Linked DNA regions of Gossypium raimondii: region 1 is linked to region 2. Evidence: chromatin contacts called from public Hi-C data. All regions are on one chromosome and are shown on one strand. The core of a region is the stretch at or near the end of the contact, and the rest is flanking DNA. Distances in the headings are between cores, read along the strand shown.

Region 1 (2,735 bases), core at 79-2,578, 520 kb after region 2:
CTATTTAAGTTCTGATATTAAATTGTATATTACTATAGTATATCTCTTGAACATATGGACGCGAAATTTACAGAAATAATATTAAAATAATAATTTATCACTCAAATAATATAGATTTACTTTTATTTACTCACATAATATGTTTTAATAATAAAAATAATAATTTGAGTTTCTCAATGACCAAATTGACTTGAAATTATAATTTTAAAAATAAAAATTATGAAAAATAAAAGCTCTTTAAAATTTTAAAAATTAAATAAAATATAAAAAATTCTAAAATTTAATGTTATCTAATCCAGACCAAACTAATTGGATAAAAAATTGGTTGAGTTATAGAAGCTAGCTAAAAACTCGATTGCACTAATAGTTGTACCAATTTCAAACTGGTCTGACAAATTAGTTCCCATAATCACTGGCCTGATCGGTTCAAAGCAAATAAATTATAAAAAATTAAAAATTACAAAATTGTAAAAATCAATTCAACTATTTGTTTAAATGATCTTTTAGCCTGGGGTTAAACAATCCGTACTAGTTCATGGGTCAACTAATTTTTAAAATTTTTAAACTTTTTAGCCTTGAACATTTACAATAATTTTCTATTAATTTGGTCCATACTCTTTAAAAGTATTTAAAATATTTTTTCATATTTTAAAAACATAAAAGTTTAAAATTATAATTTTAAAATAAAAATGAAAAACTCTTTAGAATTCAATATTAAAATGTTTTAAAATATAAAAAATTCAAAATTCATTGTTATAAATACCGAACTAGACCAGTTGGATAAAAATCATGGGTCAACCAATTTTTACCTTTCATTAGAACAATACCCCAACCAATTTTCTGGTCTAATTTAGTTTAGATAATATTGAATTTTATAATTTTTATATTTAATTTAAAAAATAATTTTAAAAGTTTTTATTTTCATAATTTTTATTTTTAAAATTATAATTTTAATATTTTACTTTTTAATATTAAAAGAACAATTTAAGTTTACTAATGTCGAAATCAGCATCAATTGGAGACCCAAATTATTTTTTACTATTTCAAAATATATCATTTGGGTAAATAAAAATAGATGTATATTATTTAAGTAATAAATGATTATTTTAGTATTATTTCTGTAAATTTCCCAAGTATGGACCTTTGTCACTTAACACGGTCTAAATTGGATTGTAGTAACAGTTTCCAGGGGCTAGCCATGGCCAAGGGAACATAAACAACAAGGGCCTTGGATCATTATTTGCGGGCTTACAGCAGTTCTCTGTTTGATCCAATTTAAAAATCCATGCCATACTATCCCAATTCCCAAGTGCCAACCAAAATTAAAAAATAAATAAAGTAGAAGAAACTTCAAACTTGTTTTTTCGTAAGCTAAAACCCTACTCAACCCAACTGCAGCTAGCTATACTTGGACGAAAGAGCAGAAGAAGAAATACTACAAGCACTAATTACACAAAACCCATGTCCTCCACCCGATACTCCATCTTAGCATTGGCACTTGCTACTCTGTTTTCTGCTTCTTCAGCTATCTCCTGTATCATCTCTCTCCACCCCCTTTTTATTCTTTTTATTTAATTTGTATCAATGGTGGATGTTGATATTCTTTCTTTCAGTTTATATATGGAAGAAAAATTTGATAGAATGGGATTCAAAGATGAAAGAGCTTCAAAAATCCCTCAATTCTGCTTTGGAAAAATGTGCTGCTGAAAGACAAGGTCGGATTAGGGCTCAACAGGTTCTTCCTTCTTTCTTTTATTGTTTTTATTCTTTATGATGACTGTTAGTTTTCTTTTGGTTTTGTTATTTATTTGTATGAAAAAATCCAACATTTGTAGGCATTGAGGAAAGCAGTAGTCGCTCAACCACAAGCCAAGTCTGAGAATTTAGACATACCATCGTATCCAATGGCACCTATTGGTATCGTTCAATCTTGTTTTTCTACAAGGTGATTTCCAGATGGTGCTTCGTTTAAAAAAAATTTAATGACTGATTGGGTAAATAACATTTTTTATTCTGTTCATAGAAGCTATGCAATAATAACGCTTGCCTTGGTAAATAATCTGATTGAAGCTTACTACTAATTTATCTTTGCTACTCAAGAAAGGTTCCAATTGCTTGTAAAATTTATGTAGGAATGGAACCCCTAGGCAACCTCTACTTGTCCCTCTTGCTAGGGCATGTTTGGTTTTTGATTCAACTAGAGTGCCTCCAGCATCACTTGAGGGTCTCGAGGAATACTCTCATTGCTGGATTATATATGTATTTCATTTGAATACAGATCTGGAAAAGTTATGGAAGCATCCATCTAAATCAAAGTTTAAGGCCAAGGTTTGTGGAACTATAATAATGATATATGTATATTCCTTTCTATCTTTTATGGAACTTTCTTATCATCCTTAGACTTCTATGGAAGGTTGGTCACTTAATAGGTCAGAGTTCCAAGATTGAAAGGAGGAAGGCTGGGAGTTTTTGCTACACGATCTCCACATCGACCGTGTCCTATAGGACTTACTGTAGCAAAGGTATGGAGTCATGTACAAATGTGTTATTGTTGCAACATGTTTACCTATGATTTTTTCTTCAATATATCTAATGGAAGTTTTGTTATCAACACTAAAAGGAGGATCTTTCATAAATATATTCCAATAGCACTTTTCTTAAGGGCTAGTGTTTACTTGAGCTCATAACATTTTCATGTCTCAATTGGCAAAATACATTTCTCTGTTAAAAGAAGC
Region 2 (2,834 bases), core at 268-2,767:
ATGACCATTCAAGGCAGCCAAGTGGAGTGCAGTACCCCCATTAAGATAATCTGCTCTGTGAATCTAAGAACCATTTCAGCACAAACTTCACTTGTCATAATCAAATTCCAATCAAGTTTGAAAACCATACAGATCTATAGCAATAGAGGAAACTAAACTTTCAAGTAACAATCTTACATTGGCCCCAAAAAGAATCAAAATTTGAACAACCTCCCAGTGTCCATATTGACAAGCTTGCATCAGAGCAGTCTGTAGATCACAGTTATTAAGCAAAACTTAAAACAAACAATAGTAACCCAGGAAACCTAAACTAAATTATGTCTGAGAAACCCAAAAGCCACATGAATAATAACTGGTTGGCAAATTTAGAAATGGACTCAAATAATGGATGAGAGAAAAAAGAAACAGAGAATACAAAATTGAATTACCTGACCCCGATAGTTCCTGAGGTTAATATCTACTCCAGACTCAAGCAAGAGCGAAACTATCTGATATAAAAATGAAAAGAAAAAAAATCAGCATTACGGTTAATTTGGAAGAAACGTTTCCAGGCAGAAATTTAAGGTATTGAATACCTCATGGTGACCCTGAGCAGCAGAGTAATGGAGAGGCGAATTGCGAGCTCCAAAAGTTGAATACCTTGCAAGTCTTGGATTGTATTCCAATAAAGCCTTGGCTTCTTGAAGATCTCCATCTCTTGCTGCGGAAACTAGGCGTTCCCCAGATGCGGAACATCCAAAGGAGTTCCCCACAAAGCTTAGAAATCTCATTGATGAGCTTCTCTGTCTGTTCTAAATGCCTAAAAAACGGTGCACCACAAAACCTCTCCTAAATCATAATCCTCAAACCATCCAAATCTTGCGAAATAGACCAAACCAATAACAATGAAGCCTTCCAAAATACATCTAAGAGAAGTTCTAACAGTCAATGTTTCATTTCCTTAAATGGATTGCCACCTTTTTAATTTTGACATCAGAAGAAGAACCTTGCCTGCAATTACTTTAAAAAAGAAAAAAAAATCAGGATGTGACTGTTTTATGGATTAATAAATTGTCTCGTGCTTTTCAAGATGGAACCAAACAAACAAAAAGTTATAAATTCTTCTGACTCTAAGAAAGAAATAAAGATTCCTATCTTTCAAAGTCAAATCCCCATCAAATAAACATCTACAATCTCTAGAATCTCCATTGCGGTCAGATTCCCACTAACAAATACCCAGCTTCAAAATTATCAGGATGACCCAAAATCTGCAAAACCCAATTCCAGATACTCCTAAAAGAATCGGAATTTAAAAGACCCTGATCAAAATAGCATCCTCTCTCTCTCTCTCCCCCCTTTAACAATTGATCAACGTTGAAGCCCTTTAGAAAAGGACTTGACCAAATGGAAGACACGTTTGTACTTAAATGTGGAATAATGGGATGCGGATATAATGTAACCGAAATTGAAATTTGCTACAAATAAGAGAAAGAAAGATCTAAACGGGAGATAAAAATGGGAAATGTTTTTATGAAGACAGCAACCTTTTACTGCAACCTCAACCACTAAATTGACCCGTAAGAACACTTCAAAAATAAAAAATAAATAAAAGCGTGTCCCTATGATTGGCTATTATTGGCCAATTGGCAGTCAACGTTGCTAGTAAGTTCAGGGGTTTTTCTCATTTCTCGGTGAAAGGAAAGTTTATTTCATTGTCAATTATAACTTACAACAAGGTACTAATAAAAGTCAGCTCATCTAGTTGCCAAATCCCATGGTTTTTGTTAACTTTTGGGGGTGTTTAAGATATGAAAATTATATAAAACCTCTTTCGAAACAAAATAGCTAGCGAAAGATAGATGACTGAATGACTTGCAGTCAAATTGATCCAACTATTAATGTTATGGGTGACCATGTAAGACTTGAGTTGGATTTCTGGTTGAAGATACTTCATGCGTTTGAGGCCTGAAGCAATGGCGGTGCCTTCAATTGGACTCCATTTGGATTTTAGAAATTTTAGATTAGTGGTTTCTAACAATGTGGATAGAAAGAATTGTACGGCCTAGGTTTCATTGTAAGTTACACAACCCTGCGGAGAATGGCATGCTGCAGCTGTACGACATCATACATGGGATGGGATGGGAGGCACCTAATTTCATTTGGGTACCAGTTTTTCTTAAGATTATGATTCCATAATAAGTGATAACTTTTAAATTTTAAAGTTTGATATATAAAAAAATTATTTTCTTTAGAATCTAATTTTTATTTAAAAAATATTATAAACAAAATTAAACTTATTTATTTTTATTAGAGTTGTATAATCCAAATTCCTATTAAATAAAATAAGATATTGCTTGCAAGTTAAATTAAAATATATATATATTTTTCTAGAAAATTTAGTATTTATTAGTATAATATATTTAACATTTATTAGTATAATTTATTTAACCTACAATTTAGATTATAAAGAGACTATTTTACAACCTTAGAAAATACATCCATTAAATATTAGAACTTATAACAGCTTTTAGAGAATTTTGTATTTACGTTTTAAGGGTTCTTTATTTTCGAGTTTTGGGATTTAGTTTTTATCTTCATCTTTTGTACTCTTCGTTCTTTTACCATTATAGTAAAATTATATTTACTCGTGACTTTTTATCCTCTTTGGAAGGGTTTTTCCACGTTAAATTTGTGTTCAATTTCTCAATTTCTTTTGCTATTTTTACTTATTCATTACATAATTGGGTTGGTCCTCAACAAGTGATATCAAAGCTAGATCAATTTTCATATATCAACCCGTTCAGATATGGCAGCAGCAGGGTTTGACACTGAGAAGTTCGATGGTATCACAAATT

What was found. A called contact is a pair of places that touch in the nucleus more often than the background predicts.
Region 1: a contact with region 2 is called in a Hi-C map of leaf, with 2.6 times the contacts expected there. The contact joins the promoter of LOC105790987 here to the promoter of LOC105790976 in region 2. A contact is called at or near these places in 2 of 2 Hi-C or Micro-C datasets (both in leaf).

The regions. Positions count from the first base shown.
Region 1 is chr8:20,072,873-20,075,607 of ASM2569854v1, forward strand. It overlaps LOC105790987 (hypothetical protein), which reads left to right and starts at 1,329. Exons shown (of 9, transcript XM_012618808.2): 1 at 1,329-1,534; 2 at 1,614-1,735; 3 at 1,836-1,945; 4 at 2,133-2,328; 5 at 2,430-2,522. The coding sequence starts at 1,462.
Region 2 is chr8:19,552,861-19,555,694 of ASM2569854v1, forward strand. It overlaps LOC105790976 (E3 ubiquitin-protein ligase XBAT32), which reads right to left and starts at 1,518. Exons shown (of 10, transcript XM_012618794.2): 1 at 576-1,518; 2 at 429-488; 3 at 178-249; 4 at 1-63. The coding sequence starts at 770.